2 separate regions of the Pan troglodytes genome follow, and region 2 is linked to region 1. The links are chromatin contacts, called in public Hi-C maps. All regions are on one chromosome and are shown on one strand. The core of a region is the stretch at or near the end of the contact, and the rest is flanking DNA. Distances in the headings are between cores, read along the strand shown.

Region 1 (7,498 bases), core at 2,879-5,378:
CCTCTCAGGCGGGGAGGCAGGAGGGGATGTAGGGGAGGCAGGAGAATTGATCTAGCCAGACCTCTACAGAGGCCAGGAACCAGGCAGCCCTGCTTCTCTTCCCTGCACCATTAGAAGTTCGGGTGTGTGCGTGTATAAAACAATGCTATGGAGTGAGCAGAACAGACTGCTTCAATCTTGTGTGCATGTGTTGGGGAGAGGTGTGTGGCGTGTAGTGTGTGTGTATTGGGGGGAGCGTTTGAGTGGGAGGTTACTGTGTTGTGTGTGTGTGCGTGTGTGTGTACTGTGATGTGAGTGCACATATGGTGTGTGGTATGGTGCTTGTGTGGAGGGAGGGAGAGAGAGGGAGGTTGGGCCGCACGCTACTCCCTGGAGTGCTGGCTACAGTATCAGCTTGTGTGGACATGCAGCTTCGCTGTCTCCCCATTATTCTCCTCCCGCTTGCCTCCCAGCTCCAGCACTGGCTCCCCCCATACTGGGCCCCCTCTGTGGGTCACTGCACCCTCACCTGCAGCAGGTAGTGGATAACAGCCCCTATGGCCTCCTTCATGACGCTCACGAGCTGCACCTTCTGTGGCTCCTTAAGCAGTGACTGCTCACAGCGAGTGCATTCCTGGATCCCCAACTCCATGAGGGCATAGCAGGCGGTCACCACATCCTCTTTCACCTCCGTGCCCGTCTCCTCCAGTGCCAGCCGCACTTCCACGCACGCCAGATTCACCAGCAGGGCCAGGAACTTGCTCCCGGAGCTGCCCGCCGGGATCCAGTCGGAGCCGCAGGCGTGTGCCAGGCGGGCTGCCAGCTTCAGTGCAGGGTTGCGCTGCCAGGAGCTCAGCTTGCTTCCCAGGATGCGTGCCAGCCCGGCCTGCAGATCCCGGTAGCATTCAGGGGGCACGGTTGTCGGGGGCAAAAAGAGGGGCAGCAGCTGGCAGAGCTCAAACTTGCTGGCATCCTCAGCTTTCTGGAAATCCTCACTGAGGCCCCGCAACACGGCCAGCAGGTCGGGCTCCGCCTCCTTCCAGCACTGTGTCTCGGCAGCAGCCAGCAGCCCCACCAGGAGTGCCAGGGCCTGGTCAAAGCCATAGCCGTGCCCCAGGTATGCCTGGCATAGGGCAGACACGGTGCCACCAGCAATGAGGTGCCGAGGCCCTCTGGGTGTGCCTGCTACAGCCGTCAGGCACTGGTAGGTGTCATCAATCATGGAGCGGCGGGCAGCATCGTCCGGGTCCCCCCGGGCTGTGAGGAAGGTGCTAAGAATGGGAATCTTGTTCAGGACTTGGGGATGGGCGGCCAGTTCAGGGTCACTGCAGAAGCAGGCCAGCAGGGCCACACCCAAAGCCCGCAGAACATGGTCAGGGCAGCCATCCGGCGCCTCCTTGGTGGTCAGGAGACGATTGGGGAAGGTGAAGCCGACAGCATCGAAGATCCGCCGCCGAGTTTTGGCATCTATGTCACCTGCTTTGACTGCCTTGGTCACCTATAGGGGGTATGTGCTATCATCAGGATGAAAGGAAGAAGTGGGAAAGACTGTCCCTCTCCTGCATCCCGGGGCACTGAGGACTAGCAAGATGAGGTTATGCAACAGGACTCATCTGAGGTCATTTCATCCAGCTCCTTTTTTCTCCTTAGAGGCAGATAAATGTGACCTCTGGGATCCCTCTCATCTGTGACTGTCCCATGGAAGTGAGGTCTAGTCTTCCTCAACCATTCATTTGAGCATTTCAACACCTGGCCAGTTGAGAAGTTCTTCCTGATGTCTAAATGCCCACAACCTGGGATGGAAGGGGCTTAGAACTCAATGTTTTAAGATCTCCCAAGGATTTAAAGTCCTTCCTTAATTGCTCCCTCCAGAGAAGCCCCTGATCCATTTCTGCCACCTTCTCAGGGGAAATGGCTCCTGTGTCTCGCCGCTCCGCCTGTCAAAACATTTCCCCTTACATTTCACCTAAACACCTCCTCTGCTGCAGTGTGAGCCCTTGACTCCAGAGCCTTCTCCTTGTTGCCATGGCAAACAAGCAGCGGCTGTACTCCCTCCTCCCTTCACCCCCCACACACAACCCCCCCTTCCTAGCACTGCAGCTTCTGCTCTGCTGTCCCCAGCTTGGGTTCCTCCAAAAAGGCTAAGCCCCAAACTAGCTCCCATTCCTTAACCTACCTACTGCCGTCCTGGCCTTCCCCTAGGACCCCTCCCCAGCCACTTCCAGCCCTGCTACTCTCTCCAGGCCCAGAACAACCATCCCCAGCCCTCAAGTACTCTGCACTAGTTACTACCTGCTGCTGTTACCCTATGAGTCAGCTTCCATCTGCTCTGGGACACCCCAGAAAACAGACCCAGGCAGCCCCTAGTGCCACAGCCTTATTCAGTCCCATTCTCCTCTTTGCCCCCATTCTCAGGGGGAGCAAAAAAGAGCACAAAGGTAGGGGTCTTGGGCCTTCGTTGGTGCCTCCAGGGTTGCTAGCACTACGTACATATCCTTGGGGACTCACTGACCCCATTCCTTGGGGGCCCAACCACCCAGCTCTTCCCACCTCCCAATTTTCAGCCAGTTCCTTACTAGCAGCAGGGCTGCAAACTGCTCGCTGTCATTCTTGGCCTCACGGAGGGCTCCCAGGTAGCGCTCCAGGGTGGGGTTTCGGCCCTCTGCCTGGTTCAGAGCTGGCTCGCAATCCGAGGCCATGATGCTCGCCTTGCCCAACTGTGAACACAAGAGGGACTGAGCATCCCTCTGCAGAGGAGGGACGGGGGTGGGGTGGGGGTGAGAGTGGAAGATGGAGGGAGGGAGGGATTAGCACAGAGGGAGGGGAGGAGAGAATCTGGAGGGGTGGACTCCTCAGGACTGACCTCCCCCCGGGAAGCCCCTTTAAGGAGCTGGATCTGCAAATCCTTAGGGATAAAGAAGGGACCCTGGTCCAAGGTCACCTCCAGAAAGCGGGAAAGAAGGACCATGCATGCTGCTGCTCAGCCGGACAGCTCTCCTCACCAGTCTCCTGGGGGTGGGCGGGGGCTGGCCCCACTGCTCAGCTGTCCCCCTGGCACCAGAGGCTGGGTTTTATCTCCCTCCACAGGGACACAGAGGGAGTGAGTGGTGAGGACAGACAGGGAGAAATGGAGACATACATGGGTGAAGTTCGATTATCCGGACTCAGGCTGACATGGGAGAAAAGGACACCCCAGGCTTCCTTTCCCCTCCCTTCTTCAGAGGCAGAGATACGCTTCAGAAGTGAGAATACAAGATGCTCAACAGGGAAGGCTTGGAGGCCCCTTTGGGGACCCCACCCCTCCAGCCAGGGCTCTCAGTCGCCCCCGCAGGCTCCTTGCCTCCTCTCCTTTCCCTCCCTCGGGTAGAGGCTGCAGCAGCAGCAGCAGCAGCGGCGGCAGCAGCAGAATTAACCCCTTGCGCTCCCTCTTCTCGCCCTCCCCGTCCCGCTACCAGCCTGTGGATGCCGGCAGGGGCTGGAGAAGCAAGAGGGGGTCCCGGATAGTTCCCAGGACAACGGAGAATCCAAAAGCCGGATAATCGAAGCGGGGCTGCTGAGATGGGGAGATGAGAAGGGGAGGAGGGTTCCTGGCGGTCACCACCTGTCCCGCCGCAGCCAGGTCACAACACGACATTGATGAAGTCACGACAGGGCGGCGATGAGATCACACTTCACGATGGCGCGGTGATATCACGGAGAGATCACGTCAAAATCACGACATGGGAGACAGCCCCCAAAGATGACAGGGCAAATTAAAAAAAAAAAAGATATATATTGAAAAGGGCTGTGACAAAATGGAGTCTCGACAGGGCACGATGGTGTCGCGATATGGCGCGATGGAGTCGCGATAGGGTCCCCGGGGTGTGTCGGCATCGATCAGCGCCGGCTCGGAGAGGCCCCGGCTGGGATGCAGGGGAGGGCCCGAAGGGGGCTGAGCTCACCAGGCTGCTGCCCCGAGCGGCGAAGTCTTCTCCCAGCGCGATGCTCCGGGAGCCTCGGGCCGCTGCTCACGCCGCGTTGCCCACTCCTGGCTCCAGGCTGCTGCAGCTCCACCCCCACCCCCGCACCGCTCTTGACCAATCCGCGGCTGCTTCACTCCGGGCTCTGGCCAATGGCAAGTCAGGGTGCTAAGCAGTAGGGGGTGCCACCGTTGCCGCCATCTTGCTTGTGGGTATTGCCCGAGTCTGGGGCCTGGGGCTCGAGCGAAGGAGGCAAGGTGCAGACTGCCTCTGGAGAGCGGGCGGCGAGAGGCTGGGGGCCCAGATTCCTTCGCTTGTGCGTAGTTTTACCCGCCCAGCACTGCCCCTCCTCCCCCTTGGTCTCGCGGCCGGCATTGCCCTTCCCGGGGGAGGGGCGGGAGGGCTTGGTTAGCACGGAGAGTGTGTTTCCGGGTCGGTTCCGGGGAGGTGGGAGGAGGCGGTGTTTCCGGCCGCCGTCGCTGTCCAGGGAGGCTGAGGCGAGAGGTAGCTGTCCGGGTGGGGAGCCCGCACTACCTTTTTCCTCTTCCTCCTCCTCCGGGTGAGGGGAGCGAAGGTTGGGGGTCCCCGAGCCCATGGACCAGGAGGAGGCGGAGGCCGCCGAGAGCCGGGGCCCCGCTATGTGGCCCTGAGCCCCGGTAGGTGGCCGGGGGCGGCTGGCTGCCAGGCCGAGGACCATGAGCTCAGGGGAGGGGCAAGCGGGACGGGCGATGTCAGCGGGTGCGCTGGCCGGATGTTGGGTCCTGAGGTGGCGCCCCTGGCTCGGCCAGGGCAGCCAGCTGCTTCTGTCCTTGCAGGTGTGCAGCTTGGGTCCCAGGCTGAACCCCGCTTCTCTCGGGCCTGGGCCTAGTCATGCAGCTCCCTCCATCCCCTGAGAGCCAGGCAGACAGCCGGGGTTCGGGGCGCTGCCGTCCTTCTTCCACCTTCGACCTCTGCAGCCTAGTCTTTAGTTGCTGTCTCTGATGTTTGGTCTCTCCACCGAGATAGAAAGTTGGTGCAGAATGAAGAGGGGATGGGGTTGAGCACGATGTGTCCATTATAATGTGAAACCTGCCTCATCTAGGATTTTGAAAATTATGCCTCACAGAGGGTCCTGTAGTGGCTGCAGTGAGCACAAAGGTGAAATGAAGGAAGTCAAAATTGATAATCTCTGGCGGGATTCCAGGAACTCTTTGGCTTCTGGTCTCATAGTGGTTGTGTCCAACTGACAGTAGTTGCAGTTAGTGAAGAGCATTAGCTGACTCTCCTTGTGCTCTCTCCTGTGATTAACAGACTGAAAACTAGGAACAAATTGGAAAGACGACCTCCCAGAACAATCTGTTCATTTTTCCAGCTATTTGGAAAACAGTGTCTGCAAATATAAGCAAAGCTATTCATGGCAGTCTGTTCTGTAACTTTCCCAAATATCTGAGACTTTTTTAAAAAGAGCTTTATTCTCGATTACTCATACCAACTGAATAGGCTGTTTCAGACGTGCTCCATCGTTGTTCAAACATATCTTATCGCTGTGTACATAAATGGAGTTCCACGTATGTAGTTGACAGACTGAACTGTGATACATCCCCCATCAACCTGAAGTATTAAGTAAACATTACCCCCTGCTCTGTCTGAACAGCTGCTGCAACAGAGAGTGCTTTTATTTTGGGTGTACTTGTAACGCCCTAAATGCCAGAACTATTGTGAGCTTTTCTAGATTTTCATTTGTCAAGTATTGTGGGGGTGTGTGTTCTCTCCCTGGGTTGTTACCCTTTGATTCAGTAACAAACTATTCGGATCTTGGTGATGTGTTGTTGTTCTTGCGTTTGGTCAGCAAGCCTTTAACTGGACCCTAGCAGTGATTTGTGCCCTTAGGCAATTATAGGTTTCAGAGGAATGACTGGTTAGGAGTTCAAATGAAATTAACTCTGCCTTTCTCTTAGACGCAGGATTTATTAGACATGGCACTTCTAATCAGCTTGTTAGTCCAGTGGTGTTTATTACTCCATTTTTCAAAAGCTATTCATTTCTTTTCTGCTTCTCCCACCCACCTGTCAGGCTATTGATGACAGCTGTTGAGTCACCTTGAGTTTTAAATCCTTTTGTGGTAGGCAGAAATGTGTTGGGTAAGATTCATACACACACATACACGCACACATGCATACTCACTCGTTCCCTCTTGGGAGGCTAGAGAAATTGCTGGATGTACTTTCTAACTTAGGCTCCATTTCATAATCTCTTGAACATGTCTCTGGCCCACACACCTCCTTTCTGCCCCCTGCTCCCTGAAATACAACTACAAAACAACTAGAAATAGGAATGGATGGAAGTGAATGAGAACAATGAAGTCCTTCAGATGCATGTGGTTCTGCAAAAGCCTTTTCTTGGGTGGGCTGCACCTTAGTTTTGCAGCTGTGTGTATGTCTGTGGCTGTTTCTTGGTATTAGTCAGCATTGGTATCCAGCCCAGGCAATGCTGATCTCCCTGTATGCTGGCCGTGGATAGGAGTTAGGGGTTGGCAGCCTGTGTCGTTTGCTGGATGTAGATGACAGGTACATAGTTGGACAGAAGTTTTTGAATTGCTTCTTCAGAACTCAGTCAACCCTCATAATGTTGCCAATATTTACGTACTAATTTAGACAATATAGCAAAGTTTTATATGAGGGGAAAATTTTATGGTAAATGAGTTTTTCTGCTGGAAGAGACCTAAATAATCCAGCCCCTAGATTCTGGAGTAGCCAGCATAGTGCCTGATGTAAGTATCTGTTGAATGCAGGGATTGGGGTGGGTAGCATTGAGGTGTAAATTGAATAGATTTTCATGATAATAGTGGTGGGCGGAGACAGTAGCAGACTGGAGAGTGCATGCCCTGCCTGAAGACATTTGCATTCAGAAATTTAAAAAATACTGGGCCAGACATAACCCTCAGGTTACTTTACCTCTGAGGGTGCAACCTCTTCTCCTCAAAAGTAAGAAAGTGTGTTTGGTCAAAGTCACAAAGCTGTTAGTAGCAGAACTGCAACTAAAACTCAGAGATCTTCTTGTCTGCGGGCTGGTACTCTTTCCATTCTACCACATAGGTGATTTACTGTTAGATTAAAAAAAAAAAAAAGGAATATAAAGTTTCAGTTTTCAGTGGATTCATTTGATATCCCTTGCTGTGTTGTTATTCTGATAATTATAGGCCACCTCAAAGCCCAGGTTTAAAATTTATAGGCAGGGTTGAGCCATTAAAGACAAACTTGAAATTTTTCTTTCCCCTAATCTGTCATATTTTCTAGCATTCCACATTTCCAGGAATTAATTATTAATTACTCGGCATGTAATTTCTTCTCTTTCTGTCCTTCTAGTGTACTGGTTCTGCCTGTCTGGAGGGCCATGGAGAAGAGGCTGGGAGTCAAGCCAAATCCTGCTTCCTGGATTTTATCAGGATATTATTGGCAGACATCTGTGAAGTGGTTGAGAAGCCTGTACCTGTTTTATACTTGCTTTTGCTTCAGCGTTCTGTGGTTGTCAACAGGTACCATTTTCTTTATAGATTTAAGATATTTTTTTTTAGAAAAGGG
Region 2 (7,498 bases), core at 2,354-4,853, 350 kb after region 1:
CAGGCGCCTGCCACCATGTCCAGCTAATTTTTGTATTTTTAGTAGAGACGGGGTTTCACCATGTTGGCCAGGCTGGTCTGAACTCCTGACCTCAGGTGATCCACCTGCCTCGGCCTCCCAAAGTGCTGGGATTACAGGTGTAAGCCACCGTGCCTGGCCCTACATTTTTTATGTAGTCAGATCTAGTGATCTTTTTCTTCATGGCTTCTTGATCTTCTTTTTTGTTAAGGAAGGTTTTATGAACCCCAAGAATAGAAAAATAAATGTTTCCTAATATCTCCTTCTAGCATTTGCATAGTTTGTTTTCTATGTTAGTATCTATAACAATATGCCAGGCATTCTGTTGGTTGCAGGGGATAGAAAGATGAGCAGGACAGAGGGGCCTGTTCTTGCCCCTCCTGGAGCTTACATTGTAGTGGGGTAACAGACAAAAAAACAAGAAACCTGGCGCAGTGGCTCACACTTGTAATCCCAGTACTTTGAGAGGCCAGGGTGGGCAGTTTATCTGAGGTCAGGAGTTCGAGACCAGCCTGGCCAACATGGTGAAAACCCATCTCTACCAAAAATACAAAAGTTAGCCGGGCGTGGTGGTAGGCACCTGTAATCCTAGCTACTTAGGAGGCTGAGGCAGGAGAATCCCTTGAATCCAGGAGGTGGAGGTTGCAGCGAGCCGAGATTGTGCCACTGCACTCCAGCCTGGGTGACAGAGTGAGACTCTATCTCAAAAAACAAAAACAAAAGCAAACAAACAAACAAAAAAACACAAGAAAACAATCAGTAAAATGATAAATTCAGTAAGTGCCATGAAACAAAAACATTATAAACTTCTCTATATATTTATAATCTGTTACCTCCTCCCAAGAAAAGTCTCTCCCCAATCTAATGTAGGGAAAACAAATACAAAAGAAAAAAGGGAGAAGGCAATAAAGCTGTCCCAGCCACTTTTGGTACAGTTGTATTCCTTTTCCTCCATTTTCTGTGGCCTGGGTATTATCTCCATGGTTCTGTGGCATTGTAGAGCTTTCCTGTAACCTTTTGACTGTGTCCTTGCCATTGTGCCCTTAACATACCTCTTAGGACTTAAAGGCTTTGGTGTGGAGCAAGAAGTGACAGCTGGCCTCTGCAAGAAGGATGAAGGCTGAAGAAAGGCCTGGACTGGCTCAAAGGGGATATCGGTGACTTCCAGAGTAACAACTACCGTAACGTGTTTGAGACAAGGGCAAAATTTCAAGGCATTTGAGCTCGTCTTTAGTTGTGCTTGTGGACACTGCCAACCCTTCTAACCTCTGAATCAGTCCTTGTTCTCCTTCTTGAGGCCTGCTCTTCCTTCATTCAACTCTGCAGACATTCTCATTTCCACGAGTTGAAATATTTTCAAATCTAGAAATTGAGCCACTACTGTTTCACCAAAAAAGTTCTGACCACATGGGTTCATTTAGCCTCTTTCACTGATGAGAGGTACTTTACCCTTGTAAGATTAAGCATTCAGGTGACCAGATCGGAGAGTGGGATAAGGTTGCAATAGGGTTTAAATAGACTGGGAATGGCCAGGCACGGTGGCTCATGCCTGTAATCCCAGCAATTTGGGAGGCCAAGGCAGGTGGATCACCTCAGGTCAGGAGTTTGAGACCAGCCTGGCCAACATGGCAAAACCCTATCTCTACTAAAATTACAAAAATTGGCTAGGCGTGGTGGCACACACCTGTAATCCCAGCTACTTGGGAGGCTAAGGCAGGAGAATTGCTTGAACCCTGGGGGCGGAGGTGGCAGTGAGCTGAGATCATGCCACTTCACTCCAGCCTGGGCAACGGAGCGAAACTCAGTCTCAATAAATAAAATAGACCGGGAATGATGGCTTCTCAGAATGTACTGGGGTGGGCGACAGAGTGAAACTCTGTCTCAATAAATAAAATAGACTGGGAATGATGGCTTCTCAGAATGATCTGGGATGTAAGTTCCAGTTGCCATCTATTTACTGGTGTTCAAATCTACATTCCAGTAAAACAATAGCATGCATTTTTCCAGTATGTTTTATGTGCTATCTGCTGTTCTATGTGCTTTAAACAGTCATCTAATCTTCCTGATGATAAAGGTAAATATTATCAGTATTCTTGCATTTCATATTGAAGAAACTGAAGCCCTGAGAGGTTAAGAGATTTAACAAAGCCAGGCTGGGTATGGTGGCTCAGGCCTGCAATCCCAGCACTTTGGGAGGCTGAGCGGGGAGGATTGCTTGAGGTGGGAGGATTGCTTGAGGCCAGGAGTTTGAGACCAGCCATAACAAGGCCTCATCTCTACAAAACATTTTGAAATTAGCCGGGTGTGGTGATGCATACCTGTAGTCCTAACTACTTGGAAAGCTGAGTAAGGATGATCCCTTGAACCCAGGAGTTTGAGACTACAGTGAGCTATAATCGCACCACTGCACTCCAGCCTGGGTGACAGAGTGAAAGACCTTGTCTCTAAAAAACACAAAAGAAACACACACACACACACACACACACACACACACACACAGAGAGAGAGAGAGAGAGAGAGAGAGAACAACAACAAAAAGGGAGACTTAACAAAACATTTACAACTAGTTAGTAAGCGGCAGACCCAGGATTCAACACCTAGACAATCTAGAGTCTACGCACCACTTTTTTTTTTTTTTGAGACAGCATTTCACTCTGTTGCCATGCTGGAATGCAGTGATGATGTGATCATAGCTCACTGCAGCCTTGACCTCCTGGGCTCAAGTGATCCTCCCAACTCAGCCTCTCAAGAGTAGCTAGGACTACATGTGTGCACCACCATGCTCGGCTAATCTTTAAAATTTTTGTAGAGACAGGATCTTGCTATGTTTCCCAGGCTGATCTTGAACTCTTGGGCTCAAGCAATCCCCTAGCCTCAGCCTCCCAAAGCACTGGGATTACAGACATGTGCCATCTTGCCTGGCCTTAGAGTCTCTGTCCTTCTTAATAGCTACACTACATTGCCTCTCAAGAGTAAATTTGTTTCTATTGCCTGAAATGTTTTTTGTTATTTATTTATTTTTTCTTTCATGACCAAGAAACTGGTTTCAGACATCTGGAGGTAGGCAATTCCTTGAGAATGCTGAGAGCATGAGAAAATAGCATAGGGGAATTTTCTTACAGAGTTGGATAAGAGATCCCAAGAAAAGAGGTGGGAGGTGCTAAAGTTTTAGAAATAAGGGTTTTGAGCTTTTTTCAGAATCAAGGATTTCAGACTTGTGAGGCTGAGGTAATTTTCTGAAAAAAACTTGTTAACTCGGGGGAGACAGAGGGAGTAAAAGAGGCCATTCTCCCCGGAGTAGGCAACAGTGGGAAGGCATTTGGAAAGAAGGCAGTGGCCGGTGGTGGACGGGTGCTGAAATGATGGCCCAAAGGGGTTGCTGCGGGATTTAATCCAGTGTTATGAATATGCTGTTCATAGTTTTGGCCATTAACTCCAGATAATGGAGGCCAGCTGCAGAGAAGAGAGGACGCAGGCTGTTTAACTTTGTGCAGTGGATTACCGGGCTGCTGCAGAAGCATCAGATCCTCACTCCCAGGAGGGCTCTGAAGAGGCAGCAGGCACGTGGCTCGCGGTCTAAATTCAGCACGCTGTACAAAGGCAGTGGGGGAGGGCTGCAAGGTGGGCGATGCCGGACTGCGGAGGAGGTACTGGCAACCAAAGAATCTGGCTTACATCGGCGTTCGTAGGAAAATCTCTCCACTTACCCTTCTGGTTTCTTTCTCCTTCTCATCATCTTTCACTCTCTGCCTCAGATGTGTGTCTGTTTAAAAGACAGTCTCCTCTGTCAGACTCAGTCCTTGCTGTCAGCCATCCGCCAGGCCTGGTGAATCCTGAGTCCTGTTTCCAGGCTTGGTCTTGTTGGGGTGGCTCATAAGAAGCTCCGGGGGGAGGAGGAGGATGCACTTAGCAGGGTCTATTGGTGTCCACATAGAGGACTGGGAAAAAATGCAGCTGCCTGGGGTGGGGGATTGGCCCCAGGCCTCCCTGATGACTCCCTCCCTGGGCCCTCCCTCCTGTGAGTGGCATTCCTTGAATGAACTCCAAGGAGAATGTATTTACATCCGTGAGGTCAGACTATCAGAGAGGGCTTCATTAAGCACAGGAATAAAACACACGACTTTTCCTTCAACTAATGCACCATTGCTTAGCCAAAGACATCAGAGTACTTTACATTGACCTCATGTATTCTGACTCCATGAGAATTTTACAAGTGAAGGAAACTCAGGCTCCAGATTTGTGTTTCCATCTCTTTTGCTTATTAGAAAGGAACACATTTACTGAGCACCTAAAATTGGCCAGGTCCTGGGGATACATGTTTTCTTATTCTGTCCTTGTTAATCCTCACAACAATGCCACAAGGGAGTCATGATTGCCCCCGTTTTTAGGTGACGAAACTCTGAGAGAAGCAACTTACTACAGTTACACAGCTATATTGATGAGGCTGGGATTCAAATCCAGGCCTATAAAGATTCTAAAATGCAGCCAGGTGTGGTGGGTCACACCTGTCATCCCAGCACTTTGGGAGGCTGAGGCTGGTGGATCGCTTGAGCTCAGGAGTTTGAGATCAGCCTAGGCAACATGGTGAAACCCTGTCTCTACAAAAAATACAAAACTTAGCTGGACATGGTGGCATGCACCTGTAGTCCCAGCTACTCAGGAGGCTGAGATTGCAGCGAGCCAAGATTGCACCATTGCACTCCAGCCTGGGCCACAGAGTGAGACTCCGTCTCAAAAAAAAAAAAAAAAAAAAAGTCGCCAGAAAAGAAAATAAAAAAGACTCTAAAATGCACACTTTTTTCAACATACTTCACTTTATTTAACAGTCATGAAACATTCATCAAGCACCTAAGATATGAATTCACAGATGAAAAACATGATCCCGGGCTGAGCATGGTGGCTCACGCCTGTAATCCCAGCACTTTGGGAGGCTGAGATGGGTGGATCTCTTGAGGTCAGTAGTTCGAGACCAGCCTGACCAACATGGTGAAACCTCATCTCTACTAAAAATACAAAAATTAGCCAGGTGCAGTAGCAGGCATCTGTAATCCCAGCTACTCGGGAGGCTGAAGCAGGAAATCGCTTGAACCCGAGAGGCAGAGGTTGCAGTGAGCCAAGATGGTGCCACTGCACTCCAGCCTGGGCAACAGAGCGAGACTCCATCTCAAAAAAAAAAAAAAAAAGATAAACGTGATCTCTGCCTTCAAAGAACTCACAACCATGTGGAGGAAACACACAAGTAAGCAGACAATTGAAACAGAATGTAGAGTGGTAAGTATAGTGACAAACAAAGAACAGGAGATTTAGGAGCCCAAAGGAGAAATGATGGACTCTGCCCAAGGAAGTCCCAGGAAGGCGGCCTTTAATCAATCCATGCCCACTGCATTCCTGGTCACATGAGCATGGAGGTGCTGAAGAAAAAATAGCTGACATTTCTTGGCGGGCATTTTACTAAATATGCATTATTTCACTTAATCCTCACAACCTTGATCCTGAATAGGGCAATGAAGGATGGCAAAGGGATTTATAGGCATGCCCCCTGTGTTAGTAAGGTGCTCATGGAGCCCAAGGTAGGTTATTCAATAATAATGAGAGCCTTGAAGAGTGGCAGTAAGCCTGGAGCTAAGGCCTCAGTCTGGGCCTGTCTGGGGGGAAGCAGGTGAGACGAGGCTCTTTTACTGCATTTACTGCAGTGCCAGTGTCCAACCTGGCTTCCACCACAGTGTCTTATCCCCTTTGTGGTCTGAAGAATATTGAAAGCTAATCCTGCTTGCCCCAAACACTCCCCTGCAGTGCACAGAATGCCTGCCAAAAACCAACCAGACTAGGTGATTTTGCCTGCTTGGCCCTGACCTTCCAGATTGTTTCCTTGTCTTCTCAGGAAATATCACTCATGCCATGCTTCCATTGTGTTCTTCTCTGCTTAAGCAGGTGAGATTATATCTGTCTATCTATCTATCTATATAACATGTATTATTATATATTATATATTATACATATATACATATATATTATACATATATAATACATATATTTTTATATATAATATGTGTATTTTTATGTTTTATATAGTCTCACCTGCTTAAGCAGAGAAGAACCCAACGGAAGCATGGCATAAGTGATATATATATGTATTGTGTGTGTATATATATATATATATATATATATATATTTTTTTTTTTTTTTTTTTTTTTTTTTTTTTTTTGAGATGGAGTCTTGCTCTGTCACCCAGGCAGGAGTGCAGTGGCATGATCTCAGCTCATTGCAACCTCCGCCTCCTGGGTTCAAGCGATTCTCCCACCTCAGCCTCCTGAGTAGCTGGGATTACAGGCACTCACCATCATGCCCGGCTAATTTGTGTATTTTTATAGAGACGGGGTTTCACCATGTTGGCCAGGATGGTCTTGAACTCCTGACATCAGGTGATCCACCTGCCTCGGGCTCCCAAAGTGCTGGGATTACAGGCGCCTGCCACCATGCCCAGCTAATTACAAGTTTATTTTATTTTATTTTATCTTATTTATTTATTTGGCACAGAGTCTCACTCTGTTGCCCAGGCTGGAGTGCAGTGGCATGATCTTGGCTCACTGCAACCTCTGCCTCCCGGGTTCAAGCAATTCTCCTGCCTCAGCCTTCCGAATAGCTGGGACTACAGGCGTGAGGCACCACACCCGGCCAAAAGTTTATTTTATTTTCTTATTTTATTTTATTTTCTTATTTTATTTTATTTACAAGCATGAGCCACCACACCCAACCAAAATAATTTATTTTAGATTAGTATATAGTTAAAGGCAACATTATACAGTTGTATTTATAAAGCTTTTTTCTTTTCTTTGCCAGACGTGGTGGTTCATGCCTGTTATCCTAGCACTTTGGGAGGCCGAGGCGGTCAGATTGCCCGAGCTCAGGAGCTCGAGACCAGCCTGGGCAACATGGTGAAACCCTGTATCTACTAAAATGCAAAAAAAAAAAAAAAAATTAGCCAAATGTGGTGGTGTGTGCCTGTAGTCCCAGCTACTCAGGAGGCTGAGGCAGGAGAATTGCTTGAACCCAGGAGGCAGAGATTGCAGTGAGCTGAGATGGGGCCACTGCACTCCAGCTTGGCAACAGAGCGAGACTCCGTCTCAAAAAAACAAAAACAAAAACAAAAATACTTCTTTTTTTATTAGTTATTTTTTTTTTGAGACAGAGTCTTGCTCTGTCGCCCAAGCTGGAGTGCAGTGGCGTGATCTTGGCTCACTGCAAGCTCCGCCTCCCTGGTTCATGCCATTCTCCTGCTTCAGCCTCCCAAGTAGCTGGAACTACAGGTGCCCGCCACCACACCTGGCTAATTTTTTGTGTGTTTTTAGTAGAGACGGGGTTTCACCATGTTAGCCAGGATGGTCTCGATCTCCTGACCTCATGATCCGCCCACCTTGGCTTCCCAAAGTGCTGGTATTACAGGCATGAGCCACGGCACCTGGCCTTTTTTTTTTTTTTG

Evidence for each region. A called contact is a pair of places that touch in the nucleus more often than the background predicts.
Region 2: a Hi-C map of stem cell-derived neural progenitor cells shows a contact between it and region 1, with 5 times the contacts expected there. The contact joins the enhancer-like site here to the promoter of KIAA0319L in region 1. A contact is called at or near these places in 1 of 7 Hi-C or Micro-C datasets (stem cell-derived neural progenitor cells) and 1 of 1 datasets of contacts at active chromatin or transcription factors (stem cell-derived excitatory neurons).

The regions. Positions count from the first base shown.
Region 1 is chr1:195,427,556-195,435,053 of NHGRI_mPanTro3-v2.0_pri, forward strand. KIAA0319L (KIAA0319 like) reads left to right here and starts at 4,129. Exons shown (of 21, transcript XM_024357827.3): 1 at 4,129-4,254; 2 at 7,283-7,452. The coding sequence starts at 7,311. NCDN (neurochondrin) reads right to left here and starts at 4,127. Exons shown (of 8, transcript XM_063782953.1): 1 at 3,921-4,127; 2 at 3,119-3,648; 3 at 2,556-2,696; 4 at 509-1,477. The coding sequence starts at 2,678.
Region 2 is chr1:195,774,513-195,782,010 of NHGRI_mPanTro3-v2.0_pri, forward strand. No RefSeq gene overlaps it. Among named protein-coding and RNA genes, the nearest start is that of SFPQ, 17 kb to the right of the region's middle. Within about 2 kb of position 3,604, at least 14 of the 24 cell types and tissues checked have an H3K27ac peak or open chromatin away from gene starts, as enhancers often do. A contact at or near this core is called in stem cell-derived excitatory neurons and stem cell-derived neural progenitor cells, where this site is marked.